Regions from separate parts of the Arabidopsis thaliana genome. Here region 2 is linked to region 1. A link is a contact called in public ChIA-PET data. All regions are on one chromosome and are shown on one strand. Each heading gives the region's core, a stretch centred on a gene start, on an enhancer-like site or on the middle of the called end of the contact. The rest is flanking DNA. Distances are from core to core; before and after follow the strand shown.

Evidence for each region. ChIA-PET counts read pairs in DNA pulled down with a chosen protein or histone mark.
Region 2: a contact with region 1 is called in an H3K4me3 ChIA-PET map of shoot, with 22 read pairs. The contact joins the promoter of AT2G39805 here to the promoter of HESO1 in region 1. A contact is called at or near these places in 4 of 26 Hi-C or Micro-C datasets (cotyledon, leaf and shoot) and 1 of 2 datasets of contacts at active chromatin or transcription factors (shoot).

Annotation. Positions count from the first base shown.
Region 1 is chr2:16,572,031-16,579,027 of TAIR10.1, forward strand. It overlaps HESO1 (Nucleotidyltransferase family protein), which reads left to right and starts at 3,722. Exons shown (of 9, transcript NM_001336793.1): 1 at 3,722-4,070; 2 at 4,207-4,358; 3 at 4,625-4,789; 4 at 4,933-5,111; 5 at 5,203-5,298; 6 at 5,402-5,471; 7 at 5,568-5,698; 8 at 5,812-5,922; 9 at 6,030-6,997. The coding sequence starts at 4,220. The coding sequence ends at 6,674. It overlaps RCA (rubisco activase), which reads right to left and starts at 1,662. Exons shown (of 7, transcript NM_179989.3): 1 at 1,271-1,662; 2 at 470-786; 3 at 273-378; 4 at 88-173. The coding sequence starts at 1,315. It overlaps AT2G39750 (S-adenosyl-L-methionine-dependent methyltransferases superfamily protein), which reads right to left. Exons shown (of 9, transcript NM_129533.4): 9 at 6,794-6,997. The coding sequence ends at 6,956.
Region 2 is chr2:16,608,277-16,615,273 of TAIR10.1, forward strand. AT2G39805 (Integral membrane Yip1 family protein) reads right to left here and starts at 4,278. Exons shown (of 6, transcript NM_179991.3): 1 at 4,024-4,278; 2 at 3,493-3,550; 3 at 3,313-3,393; 4 at 2,957-3,122; 5 at 2,353-2,626; 6 at 1,521-2,134. The coding sequence starts at 4,077. The coding sequence ends at 1,940. HOS1 (ubiquitin-protein ligase) reads left to right here and starts at 4,501. Exons shown (of 10, transcript NM_129540.5): 1 at 4,501-4,754; 2 at 4,891-5,281; 3 at 5,567-5,701; 4 at 5,792-5,967; 5 at 6,456-6,857; 6 at 6,976-6,997. The coding sequence starts at 4,665.

The DNA of each region.
Region 1 (6,997 bases), core at 2,472-4,971:
AAAAAGATTCAAACTTTTTTAGATTCTTGTCGAAAGAGAGCTAAACAGAAACCGGGTCAAGATCGGAGATTTGGGAAATGGACTCACTTGATACCCATCTTGGCCATGACAAGCTCACACTGGAAGGATTTACCTTGACCTTTGCCTCCCCATATACCCAAAATAAGTGGAACCTATGAGACAAAAAAAACAGGCATTTAAAGATCAATAAAGTTGTGTAATAAGTCAAGATTGCACCAAAAAATACTCAAAAGAAAAACTTTAAATTATACCTTGATGTTAGGCAGAGTCAAGAAGTTCTTGGTGATGTGAACAACAAGCTTGTCCATGAAAGCAGGAGCAATGTAAAACCCATCCATCATGTTGTCCAAGTTGTACCTATATTTCAAGAAGTAAAGACAATTTTTAAAACCAAAGACTCCAAAATCTTTATGGAACTAATGAGAGATCTAGAGAGATGAGAACTTACTGCCTAAGGCCTTGGCTAACGTATTCGTATGAGCTAAGGACAGCGTGGTGAGTTCCGGTTCCCATAGGAGCTTGGAAGACAGAGTCAACCATACCCTTGCCTCTGGTGATGTCTTGTTGATCATCAGAAGTGTCGTAGGCAAGACCTCTCCATCTGTCTCCATCGGTTTGTTTGTCTTCTTTCACAGCCAACACCTTGAATGATCCGTTGCTCTTCTTGTTGCTCTGTGCGAATCTCGACACAGTTACAACTTTCTTTCCCAAGAAGGTTGAAGCTGGGGCTGATACAGCTCCTGATCCTGACCCGTTCAAGCTCAACTGCAACACACACACAAAAACAGTTCAATCACCAATCATGAATTCAAGTTTGGTTTATATGGTTCAAGAACCGGTTTAGAGACTATTCCTAAGGATAAAAGGCGCTCAATCAGGAACTGAACCGAACCAAACCGGGGAATAAACTTTAATTTGGTTCACATAGCTCAAGGTATAGACTAGTCCTGAAGACTAAAGAGTAGTAGTAGTCTCTACAGTTTCAGTTCAATTACTATACATCGATTTAAACACATCTACTAAATCTATAGTTCACAAGTAGAGAATAAAAGAAGCATCAAAGTATCTTTAGATTTCCTAGTTAAAGTCCTGATTCTTCTGTTCTGTCAGAGAATCTCAAAGTGATTCAAACGATCAAATTCTTGAGCTATATTTGTAAAAACCAAAGCTATTCAAGTGGTGGATAAGCACAAAGCGTTAAGATTATGTTAAAAGTAACATTAAACCACTAATGGAGATTGAAGTGTACCGGAGCTCTGTTGATGGCACCGACGGTGGAAACTGCGGCGGCCATATCTCAAGACTGCGACGAGTATGCGTCACAACACAAGAAGCTGAAGAGAGGAATTAGATTGGTAGAAGAAGAAGCTTAGAGAGATGTTGGTGTGAGCAAGAAACTGAGAGATTTATAAAGCGAGTGATCAACAACCAATTCGTTATCTCTTCGTCTTCAAGGCTTAACTCTCTGATCGCCACACGATGCGGATTGGCCAAGTTGCCACGAGGAAGATGATTAGGAGGATTCTATTTTGATTGGTCCACGTGGAATATGTTTATGAGGTTGTCGTCAAATGGCTAATCTGTGCCAATGGATTTGTTTTTTTTTTCAAGTGAAGATTATAACATTATTTATTACCACATATGCTTTGGAAAATCATTGTTTTTTTTTTTTTTTTTGAGGATTGAGGTAAGCCATTCATATGTGATCAAGATACTTCTACACTCTTCTTCATACGATAACATTCCAAAATTTTGGATAATGACATTGCTTATCGATAATAATGTTCCAAATAACCGATGTAAACTGATTGGTGGAGAGAAATTGGCTTAGCCAATAGAATATAATTCTAATTTTGTTATATACAACTCTAGATACAACAGGTATCAAGTATGTGGTTATCAAATTAACCATATTGTACTAAACCGCTAAAAACTAATTAATGCAACTTTTTCTTTACACAAAATGTAAAAACAAGTGATGCAATGCATACGTAAGATTTGATAAATATATAGTTTAGAAGATGAAGTAAAGATAGTCGAGGCTAAGATAGCATCATGCAAAATATCATATGCTAAAATATGAAATAAGATTATAGTGTTTAAATTCATAGTGAAAATATGAATATATCAGAAATTCATATGAATTTACTTGTTTTAAAATAAAAATGATAACTATATCATAGTTTATTGTTCCCTCAAAGTTACTATAAAAACAACTCATCTAAAACTATATATTCACAATCACAAGCAATCGTTTTCTACACTAAGCTATAAAATGAAACACTTCACTTGTCTGATCATTATAATTTCTCATCCTCTTCATTATTTTCAGTTTTCTCAACCATTCTCTCATGTGGAACGAGCCATCATATCATCAATGGACAAAACCAAATTTTAATTTTAGGCTTCATTCGCTGCCGACGAAGCAATATGTACATGTTCTACATGCAAGACAAGAGAACAAAGATTACTGATATGATATTAAACTATTATTGATCCATATATAAGACATGTTGAAGAACCAAACGATTGATAATAATGTGGTGGAGCTACTCGCACAATGCTAAATGTTAACTGTATGTGACAAAATTAGCAAAAGTTTGCGTGCCAGGTTTGATTCTTAGTACACATACATGACTTTTAACATACTGAGGTTAGAAAATGAAGTACAGTAAAACCTTTATAAATTAATAATGTTGGGACTGCAAAATTTTATTAATTTAAAAAGGTTTTAATTTATCGATAAATTAATATTTTTTAATTATAGAGAAATTTTCCTAATTTGGTAACTTTTTAAAAAGTTTTATAAGATTTTTTTCATTATAGAAAATATCTTTCTAAAATCAATTACAAGTACAAAATTATATCATGTCTAGAAAACAATACCAAATTTTTTTTGATACAGTAACACATTAGAACTAAATTTCAAATAAGAATAACTACAAATTTAAGTAAAAAAAAATCAAAAACATTTCTTACATATAATGTATATATATAGTTGATACATTTATGCAATTATTAATTTATGATATTGATGAGACTATATATTTACATAGGACTTTCAAAAAAGTTATTATCTTATTAATTTATCGATGTGTTACACTTTTTACATTGGTCCTAACTTGGGATCTGGTGAATTTATTAATTTATAGAGGTTACTAATTTATCGAGTATTAATTTATGGAGGTTTAACTGTAAAAAGAGTTGAGGTTACCATTGCAATAAAATATGAGACAATGTGTAGAGGAGGATAAAAGATTGAACAAAAAGAAGAAAGCCAACTAGTTTTTGTCAAAAGGATAATTTTCCATGTGCATGCAAGTATGCAACCACATCAAAATCATAAATAAACATTGTCTAAAATGTTTCTAATAAAAATAGATGTAAAGAAAATTCATCAGTTTAATAACTAGGGTTTAAGAGATATTTACAAATACTAACCATTAACATCATATTTAATATGACTTTGTAAAATCTATGATCAAATAACATGCAATTTTTTTAATATGTAAAATAAATTATCTCAAAATATTTGATTGAATATATACCCTTTAATTTAGCATTGATTTTAAAAATCCAACAATTTTCTATAGTATATTTTGTAATAATGTTATTGGTTCCTAAAAAAGATGGTCACATCATTCATTAAATAAAATGAAATAAAGAAGTGTTTCCTTCGTCGCATTGAATAAAATAAAGTAAACCTTCCAAAGACTTTTCATTGTCTTCGCCTGCGAGCGCTAAAATTATCTCCGAGCATTCTCAAGTTGGGTGATTCGGTACGGATTACTGATTTGGGAGAGAAAAACCCTAGATTGGAATTAGATTCTGGGTTCTTGGGCTAAAGGTTTCTTCATCTCCTTCGAATCATCCTTTTGTAAGTCCAGTGGATGTGAAAACCCAGTACTCACTGATTCTTTTTATTAGGAATTTTGTAAGGTTTTGGGTAGAGTTTTCACAGTTTTGATGATACTAAAATGTGGGCCACTGGGTCTAGAGAATGAAGAATCTTGCTTTTAGTGACAAAGGTTGTTCCTTTGGAGTAGTAAGTGAGCAAGATATCAGAAAAACTGAACCTTTAATCTCAAGAATTTACTTTGATTGGAGCTTGTGAAGTCCTTGTGTTATTGTTGCATGATGTTTTCTTTGAGATAACTTGGCAATGTGTGTTTGGTGTTATTGTAGAGGGAGCAAGACGATGAGTAGAAACCCTTTCCTGGATCCTACTCTTCAAGAAATTCTTCAAGTGATTAAACCCACACGAGCAGATAGGGATACGAGGATCACAGTCATTGATCAGTTGCGTGACGTCTTACAATCCGTAGAATGTTTAAGAGGTGATGACTCTTGATGCACTTTTGTGCTTCTCCCATTTTTCTTACTGTCTAGTACTGCCTTGAACCATACCAGCCATGGATGTGATTATGATATTGGATATGAAAGTGAGATACTTCGAGCTTTCAGTAAGGTAATATCTGCTGGAATTGTAGCTGCAGAATAGTAGAAGTGGTTCATGTTACTCTTTCGCACTATTCTCGTTCTGGAAACAAATTATTTCATGTGATGCTTATAGCCGCTCGTTGTCTGGTTCTGTGATTGTTAGGTGCTACTGTTCAACCATTTGGATCCTTTGTGTCAAATCTCTTCACACGATGGGGAGACTTAGATATCTCTGTTGACTTATTCAGCGGTTCTTCCATCTTGTTCACTGGAAAGAAGCAGAAACAAACTTTACTCGGACATTTACTACGAGCACTGAGAGCGAGTGGTGATTCATTTAGCTTCTATTTTTTTCTTCTTTTTTTGGTTTTCTCTTTGCTTCACTGTTGTTTACCTTATATACTACTTAAGTAGTTTAAGTATTATTTCATGTGCCGATTTGTCTCACATCCATTATCATTCAAAAAACAGGTCTATGGTACAAACTGCAATTTGTTATTCATGCGCGAGTTCCTATTCTGAAAGTAGTGAGCGGCCACCAGAGAATTTCTTGTGACATTTCTATTGATAACCTGGATGGGCTTTTGAAGAGCAGGTTCTTGTTCTGGATCAGTGAAATAGATGGGAGATTCCGCGACCTGGTTTTGCTAGTAAGTTAACATGCAAATAAAACCATATTGTGTGTTTCCAAAGGTTTAATTGATTCTAAACGTATCTACCTCGTGTATTCTACATTTGTAGGTGAAGGAATGGGCGAAAGCTCATAATATCAACGACTCAAAGACCGGGACTTTCAACTCTTACTCTCTCAGTTTGTTAGTCATCTTCCATTTTCAGGTAAGATAGCTGTTCTGTATTCATAGATTTTGCTGCCTTCAGCCTTCTGCAGTTACTGCATCATTAGAAACCATAGTAAGATGTTCTATGTTGTTTGTTGCAGACTTGTGTGCCTGCAATCTTGCCGCCTCTAAGAGTGATATATCCGAAGAGTGCGGTTGATGATCTGACAGGTACGCTCAATGAAAAGGTTTTGAAGCCAAACCACACAAAATATATGTGTTTTTGGGGTAAAGGGACAAAAGTTTTAGCGGTATGGTGTCTTGTAGGTGTACGGAAAACTGCAGAGGAAAGCATAGCGCAAGTTACTGCTGCTAATATTGCGAGATTTAAATCAGAGAGAGCAAAATCAGTCAATCGAAGCTCGCTCTCGGAGCTGTTGGTCTCTTTTTTTGCAAAGGTGATTGATTTCTCATACATTCTAGCTTTAATTTTTTTCCCTTAATAATATCCACTAAAGTGCTCTTGATAGAAATTAGTATCTTGATTTTGCTGTGTGGCTGTATCTATCAGTTTTCAGACATAAACGTGAAGGCCCAAGAGTTCGGTGTTTGCCCGTTTACTGGAAGATGGGAAACTATAAGCAGCAACACTACATGGCTGCCAAAGACATACTCACTCTTTGTTAGTCTCTTTCTCTTTCTTTCTCTTAACCTCTTGTTGAGTTATATTCATCTCTATGGCACCATGTGAGTCTCCCGGCTAACATGTGGGAATGGTGTGTGTTTCAGGTTGAAGATCCTTTTGAGCAGCCGGTGAACGCTGCAAGGAGTGTGAGCCGTAGAAATTTGGACAGAATAGCTCAAGTATTTCAGATTACATCGCGCCGTCTTGTCTCAGAGTGTAACAGAAACTCCATCATAGGGATTCTGACAGGGCAACACATTCAAGAGTCTTTGTACAGAACAATAAGCCTCCCAAGTCAACATCATGCAAACGGTATGCACAATGTCCGTAATCTGCATGGTCAGGCTAGGCCACAGAACCAGCAAATGCAGCAAAATTGGTCACAGAGCTACAATACCCCGAATCCACCACATTGGCCACCACTAACACAATCCCGACCACAACAGAATTGGACTCAGAACAACCCCAGGAATCTTCAGGGGCAACCACCTGTCCAAGGCCAAACTTGGCCTGTAATCACACAAACTCAAACGCAGCAGAAGAGCCCATATAAGAGTGGGAACCGACCATTGAAAAATACATCTGCTGGTTCAAGTCAGAATCAGGGCCACATTGGTAAGCCATCTGGTCATATGAATGGTGTGAACTCTGCAAGACCTGCATATACGAATGGTGTGAACTCCGCAAGGCCTCCATCAAAAATTCCAAGCCAAGGCGGACAGATCTGGAGACCGAGACATGAGCAGTAGAATGAGGTGTGCAGACATGGTTCAGAGATACTCCTTCACATATTTTGGATGATTTTGTATTCTGACCTTGGGGCTTTTTTTCTATGGATCCATTCGTTACAATCAACAGATTTGCAATAGCAGAATGTTGTTACTAAAAAATGAGGACGAGGTAAACTTTTACTCAGTAAAACACCACAATCAAATTTACAGTTACATTAAGAGAAAAAAGAAGAAAACAATAAGAGATATACTACCAAACAAAATATATTGTGTTGACTAGTGCAGTAACTTGTGTGGTATTAAGCTCGAAGGAGACGCTTCTCGCATGTTAGAATCCTGTA
Region 2 (6,997 bases), core at 3,028-5,527, 37 kb after region 1:
TTGGATATTTTATAAATATCTTAAAAATATTATCGTCCACGAAAGAAAAATGTTCAATAAAACAATTTGACGGAAAAACATTGAACACTAAAAGTATTATAGAATCCAATTTATTTTCTTACGTTTATTATATGAATGTTAAATATATATATAAGTGAATTCATAAGGTATCTAAGTCTACGGAAATACTTAAGTTTTAACGGCGTATTTAGAGTAAATGAATTTGGCCGACATTTATTTTTTGGGTTTAACCACATAAATCACTGGTACTAGTTTTTATTCAATTACTCTCGTATTTGAGGTATATATGTGGTGATAAGACGCAGATAGAGGAAAAAAAAAGCTGAAGGAATCACTATCATGTGTAGACTGGAATATATAATTAGTAAAAATAAATCATTTGTTTGTAAGACTGATAGAGACAGTGATTGCCACTGGGGAAGATCGGTTTGTTCATAGAATTGATATTGTTTTTTTTACATATTTTATATGTTACATTTTTTGATTAGTATTTTTAGTTGTGGGAGGGGTGAGCTGGAGAACTTAAAGTAATTATTGAAGAATTTAGTTTGAGATGCAAAAACCAACAAGTAACTAAAAGGAAAAACAAAAAAAAATTATAAAGTTTAAATAGGTTAAAGAAGTTTTATTAGTGTTATTGATTTAATATAAGGGAAATGGACGGTTAATTAAGACGAATAAGTAGAGTCATAATCCAATAACATGATAAAGGTTCATTTCTTGAAGAGTTACTGCTGTTTTACCATTTTAAAACGTGGATTACAAATAATCTAAGTTAGTGTTAGGTACTAATGTTAAATTTTCTAGTATACATGAGTTTGTTTTCTTTTGTCAGGATCTTAACAAATTAATTATAAAAAAAAACAATAAAGTTAAAAGAGGTGGATATACGAATATACCATGATTTTCAATTATATACGGTATTTATCCGTTTAGGTCAAAAAGGCTTAAACCATAGCTTCGAATCTTTGAGTTATATAAATATTCACATCATAATCTAATTTTCAATGCAACTCAAAAACTTGAACGTCAATATAAGGATCTCATAACAGAGAGAAACTGTAAAATTCATGGTTACAACTTGCAACAAAAATTTCTTTCTTGATAAGATTTCGTTAGAGCATATTGTATGTGTGCTTAGAACACAACAATATTTGAGTTTAGATAGAAAAAAAAAAAACCAAAATGTGATTTTTATCTATTCCAATAGGCCAGTGAAGTAGGCCCATAACTACTGCGCAGCCCATTATTCTACCTAACATGTTTCATTAACTAAAAGTCTGAGGATTCTTGTTGTAAGTGCTGGTGATGTTTCTTAAGAACAAATCAATTATAACTTATTAGCGAGTAAGATTGACCTGTAAATCGAGTCTGTTCATAAATGATAAATCTCGCAGATACTTTATCCATTTTTTTATTCAAAGGAGAAATAAAGATAATTCACAGGTTATCTAATGTGACATTTTGGCTTTTTTCTTTCATACTTCACATGCTCTGTACTCAAAAAAGGTTTATACTTTTATAGTCCATTCTGTGATATCTTCTGCCACATTCAAAAGACTACAAAATGTACCAAAAGATACAGAATCATAACTCAACACTCTCCTCCACTCTTCACAAAAGAGAGTAAATTGCAATAAATCTTGAAAACTTCCTTTTTTTCTTTTATATATTTTTACTCCATAAGCAAAATAAGTGGTAGCAAACAAAACCAAAAAATGAAAAAACACAATCGTTACAAGCAACGATGAAAATCCGCCAGTAAAAACGAAACCGAATGATTTAGCGGATATGTTCCTTCTTCTACTTTGTGGGTTTCATTTTCTGGTAACGACATTCTTAGTTCTACCGCAGCACATCAAAATCTAAAGGTTTTTACATATATATGTTTTGTCTGGTGTTGACCGTCTCATGGAGATTAAGGAAAGAACCAGACCTTGATGAAGATTGAAAGAACCATTTGCAGACCAAATGCTGCAGCCATTACAACCGTGATATCATTGTTCGTCTCGAGGTAAGACCGTAGATTCAGGGCAACAAAACACGATGATGCACTACCAGCTAAGAGTATAATCACCCATCTCAGAAACTCTACTGGAATAAGCAATGGAAGCTGCAAAATAGAACATCCTGAGTGTTATTATGCTTAAACAGTATGAAGTATAAAGTTGTGATATCAAGTTAGGTTGATTTATGTCATTGTACATGGTCATTGAAAGTGAAGTTACCAAACCATTGTGTATCAAGTATATGCATTTGTCTTTAGTGTTACTGATCATCAATTGATTAATTTTAACAGCAAAAGAGACCGAAGTTACTGAAGATACTTACAGAGGTTGGAACGAAAATGAAGAGAGAGTATCCCCAAAGGCACCAGAATCTTAGAAGATCAGCTTTGGACCCCATATAACGGAGTGCAAAATAAAATCCCAGAGGCACAATTATTGCATATCCATATATTATAGATGCTGCCAAATTCATATAGTTCACATCAAAGATCCAAGGAGCATTACTGTCGGTTCGTTTCTTCACGAGATATGTAGCACAATTTCCGAGAGAAGCAAGCACAAACACAAGCGTAGTGCAGATCCAGACAAGTCCATACCTAACAGAAGCACACACGAGTCATTAATCAAGAATAATTTGTGAAAGGCCTAGCTTTTAGCCAATCTTTAGAGGATAACATATTATGATGCTTTCTGTTCATTTGTCCAAGAGAAAATGAGGATATTTTAATCAATCGCCTGAAGTAACATAGGAGTAAATGAATAGCAAGATCATGCTTTCGGAAAGGTGCAGAAGATAACACTTAGAACGGTAACAAATTAACGGCATGACTGAGCAATGGACCGATTAAAGAAATTCGAAAGAACTCTCTCATGGTAAGTACAATCACCAAGAAGAGTGAAGGAGAAAAAGGCATTAAAAGACTTACAAATCAGGGTTTGCATCAATCTTGTTGAAAAAATCTCCACTAGTAGGATATAAAGAGCTCATTAATCTGTTCAAAACAACGTCCGTGTCCACGTCGAAGTATTGGGTATATGAGTAGACATTAAAAAAGCCCTTCCAGTTGTTTGATGGCTGTTGTGCTGGTCCTTCTACTGGAGCAGATAAGATATATCACCATATAAGACAGAACAAGGTGAAAACAAAGGTATATAGGATCTTGACATCCATAAGAAAAACGAGGTTGACTCACACAAGTATTCTTTCAACCATTGTACTGATTCATGGTGACTACAGATAAAAATATCTCCTAAAAAAGGAATCTAAAAGGAGCATATATACCTGTTGGGCTCTCAAGAGTTTGATAACCCTTTGTATTGTTTCCTAGATTCGGTGGAAATATTTGCATGCTTGCAGAAGGGCCTGCAATAATGCAGAAGACATACAACACTCAATGTCTTTCACTACCGGAAAAGTTCTTTGCAAAAGATAATTCAAGCAGAAACTAGCAAAAGAACACACCTTCATTGACGCTTGCTATTGGTACATTTGTGCTTCTCTTGTCGTCGCTGATCACAGCCTAAGAATACAGATGTTTGTATCAGACATAATAACACGGGGATAGTCAATCCATTCACTCAAAACATTTATCTTAGCGGATTCAATCCAAAATGAAGCTATCATGCAAGCATTTAAACTCAAATACAGTTTTGTTTTTCATACGAATTGTCTCCTAAAATGGTGAAAAAACTTAAATAAAACGCCTTAACAAATATAGAAACCCAGAAATGCAAATAAGGAAATCGTCCATTGTTCTATGAGTGTGAAGACTTTAGGCATCATCGTGGACGCGAAAAAATATGACAAAAAAATCTGAAAAGTTTCAAAATTCTACTTCCTAATGTAACACTTGAGACAGAACAACAAACAAAATGATGGCATGAACAAAAAACGTTAATTTTCCCTTCACACAAACAAGGATCATAGAAAAACTCAATCAAAGAGCTTATTGATGGTGAAATGAAAGAAGCAATAGATGTAATATAGACTTACCGGAACTGAACCAAGCAAATGGCTTGATTGTAGATTAGCGAACGACTCATCCATCGATCAAAGAGAAAAAGATATCAAAGAAAAACTTAGAAGATAGGTTCTTCTAATCTCATTCAAAAATCGATAAGATCGGAAAAAAGGTCGTCCCTTTTTCTGAATTTTTAAGGTTTCTGGGTTTGCTTCTCCTCCTCCGTCGTCGTGGAAGCAATTGGGAAAGGAAGAGAAACTAAAGAAAGAACGATCCACGCGCTTTCTTAGCAAGTCGGTAAAACACGCGCTGTTCACTTTCGGACACGTGATTTGCCGACTTGGGCCCAGACAATCACAAGATTCACACAAGACTTCAAAAACAAAGGCCCATATTTAAATTTTGACCCGAATCGTGATTTGCCGACTTGGGCCCAGACAATCACAAGATTCACACAAGACTTCAAAAAGAAAGGCCCATATTTAAAATTTGACCCGAATTAAACAATCCGACTTGACCCGTTTGAGGAGAAATTCACTCAACAGTGTTTCCTCTCTTCGTCTTCCCTCCCGAGAAAGCTCAACGGAGCCCTAGACTGGTTTTATCACTCTCGCCAACACCAACCACGCTTTTTCTCTCTTTACCTCCATTTTTGTATTCGTCACCGGAGTAGATGGATACGAGAGAAATCAACGGTTTTGCCTCCGCCGCGAGATCGATATCTCTTCCTACGCAGCCTAATTACAGTAGCAAGCCTGTTCAGGTTCTTCCGCTTTATACCTTTTTATTTCTCCACTGAATTAGTTTAGCTCAGGTCTTAGGATTTCTAGGTTCAGCTTAAAAAAATGGGTTTTGCAGAGCTTAGAGTTAATTTCGAATTTATTGTTTGTAACTTACAGGAGGCGTTGAAACATTTGGCATCTATAAACCTCAGAGAATTATGTAATGAGGCAAAAGTTGAGCGATGTCGTGCAACAAGAGACTTAGCTAGCTGTGGAAGATTTGTGAACTATGTGTTGAATCCATGTGGTCATGCCTCCTTGTGCACAGAGTGTTGTCAGAGGTGTGATGTTTGTCCTATCTGTAGAAGTACGCTACCAAAATTTGGAGATAGACTTAGGCTTCGTCTCTATTATGAGTGTGTTGAAGCTGGTTTGATTTCCCGAACACATGAAGAGGCGTCACAGGATTCGGATGAGGATGAACATCAATTGGCAGCTGATGTTCATCGCCTTTATTCTCTGTTTGATGTTGCTATGAACAATAATTTGATCTCGGTGGTTTGCCATTGTATCCTTCAGTTGCATTTATGCTTGGTGTCTGATATATGCATTTAGTCTTTTAGTTTCCTGTTTGATACTTTCATGAATTTCTTTTAGATTCGTATGCTTGTGCTATTAGGAACTGTGTTTATATGGGGAGTTTTGTACTGATAGGTTCATGTATTTTTAGGTAGTTCTTGTTTCATGCTTGTCTCTGTTGGGCGAAATGTGCATAGTGTTTTTGTCATTCATTCTCTAAGAGGTATTTTATGTTGGATGCATAGTTGACATCTCCTTGACAGAAAATTAATAGATATCACCAATGTCTGTATGGATGAGACAGCTGTATCTAGTGATCCGGTCATTGCTTTCTTGCTGGATGAAGTTGTTGTCAAGGATTGGGTCAAGCGTACATTCCGGAGCACCTTAGCTGAACTTCAAGAAATCTGTATCCTTTTAGCTGTTAATATTTTTATGTTTCTTAAGACTGTATATTTGTGCACCGTAAGGTCTGTCTATCTTTAATATTGGCCCTCAGATAATCTTGAAACAAAAGAGATGCAAGCGTGGTTAGATAAACTCCTAAGGTGTTCCAAACAGGTGGCTGGCATATGTAGTGTGCTCGAAGTTATGGAATCAGCTTTTAAGGGTTCTGTGTCACCTCAGCTTCAAGATGTGCAGACGCTGAGAGAGAACATTGGTAAAACAAAGCAGGTCAGCCATGATTTCATTTCATTGATATCCAAACAGTTTTGCAAAAGTATGCTTAAATAACTCTCTTTATCCCCCTTAGAAATATCCGTTGTACATTGAAGTTTCCTACGTGCATTAATGTTTAGTTTGCCTCTGTCATAGAATGAGTTACTTGTTTTGTATACGGCTTGCAGTAAAGTTTGTACTGTAAAAGCTTTGCATTTAGATGTATGAAAGGCACGATAATGGTCTTCCATCATCAGCTTGGATCTGATTTTCTATCCCTAGCTTTGTGACTTTATTCTTCTTTTCTTTTTTAATGTCATTGCATATTAGTGAATGTAGATGGGGTATATGTAACCTATCTTTATATGACATACTGAATAGTAAATGAGTATAACCTTATGGCTTCTGACCAGAGAGTGTTTTAAATAGATCAGCTCTTTAGCTATTGGTGCAAGATCACTGAGCTTACGTGTGCTTACCCTATTCTTTTTATTTTATTTCAGCATTTGGACATAATGGTCTGGTGCATCAGACATGGATTTCTGGATGATGTGAGGTCTCGATATTCGAATTTCACATCGTGGAATGCACTGGTAGGGGAAAGAAAATCAAATGCAGTTAAGCGTGCATGGCCTGATGCTGTAGACCAGTCTTCAGATTGCAGTGTACAGAGTGCTTCCCTCTTTATTGAGGATGCTTTAGAAAATCTTGAGAGAGAGCCAGAATACAGTCAGGAAATAGGTGCCGACCTAGAAGTTGGACGTTTACAGAAGGATAAGAGATCATTTCTTAGGTCCAAAATAGAGGGAACTTCAGGATCTTATCCATTTGAGAATCTTAGAACTGCTGCTGACATGCTCTTTTTACATGGCGGTTCAGATTTGGTTGTTGCGAAGCAAGCAATTGTATCCTTTTGTCATCGCCTAGTTTCACATTACATTGCACTTTACTTTTAATGAATACTTGAATCAGGAAACATTCCCATGTTTTTCCTTTACGCTGGTTTCCTTAACCAGAAGATAGTTTCTTTACTACCTGTTTGATC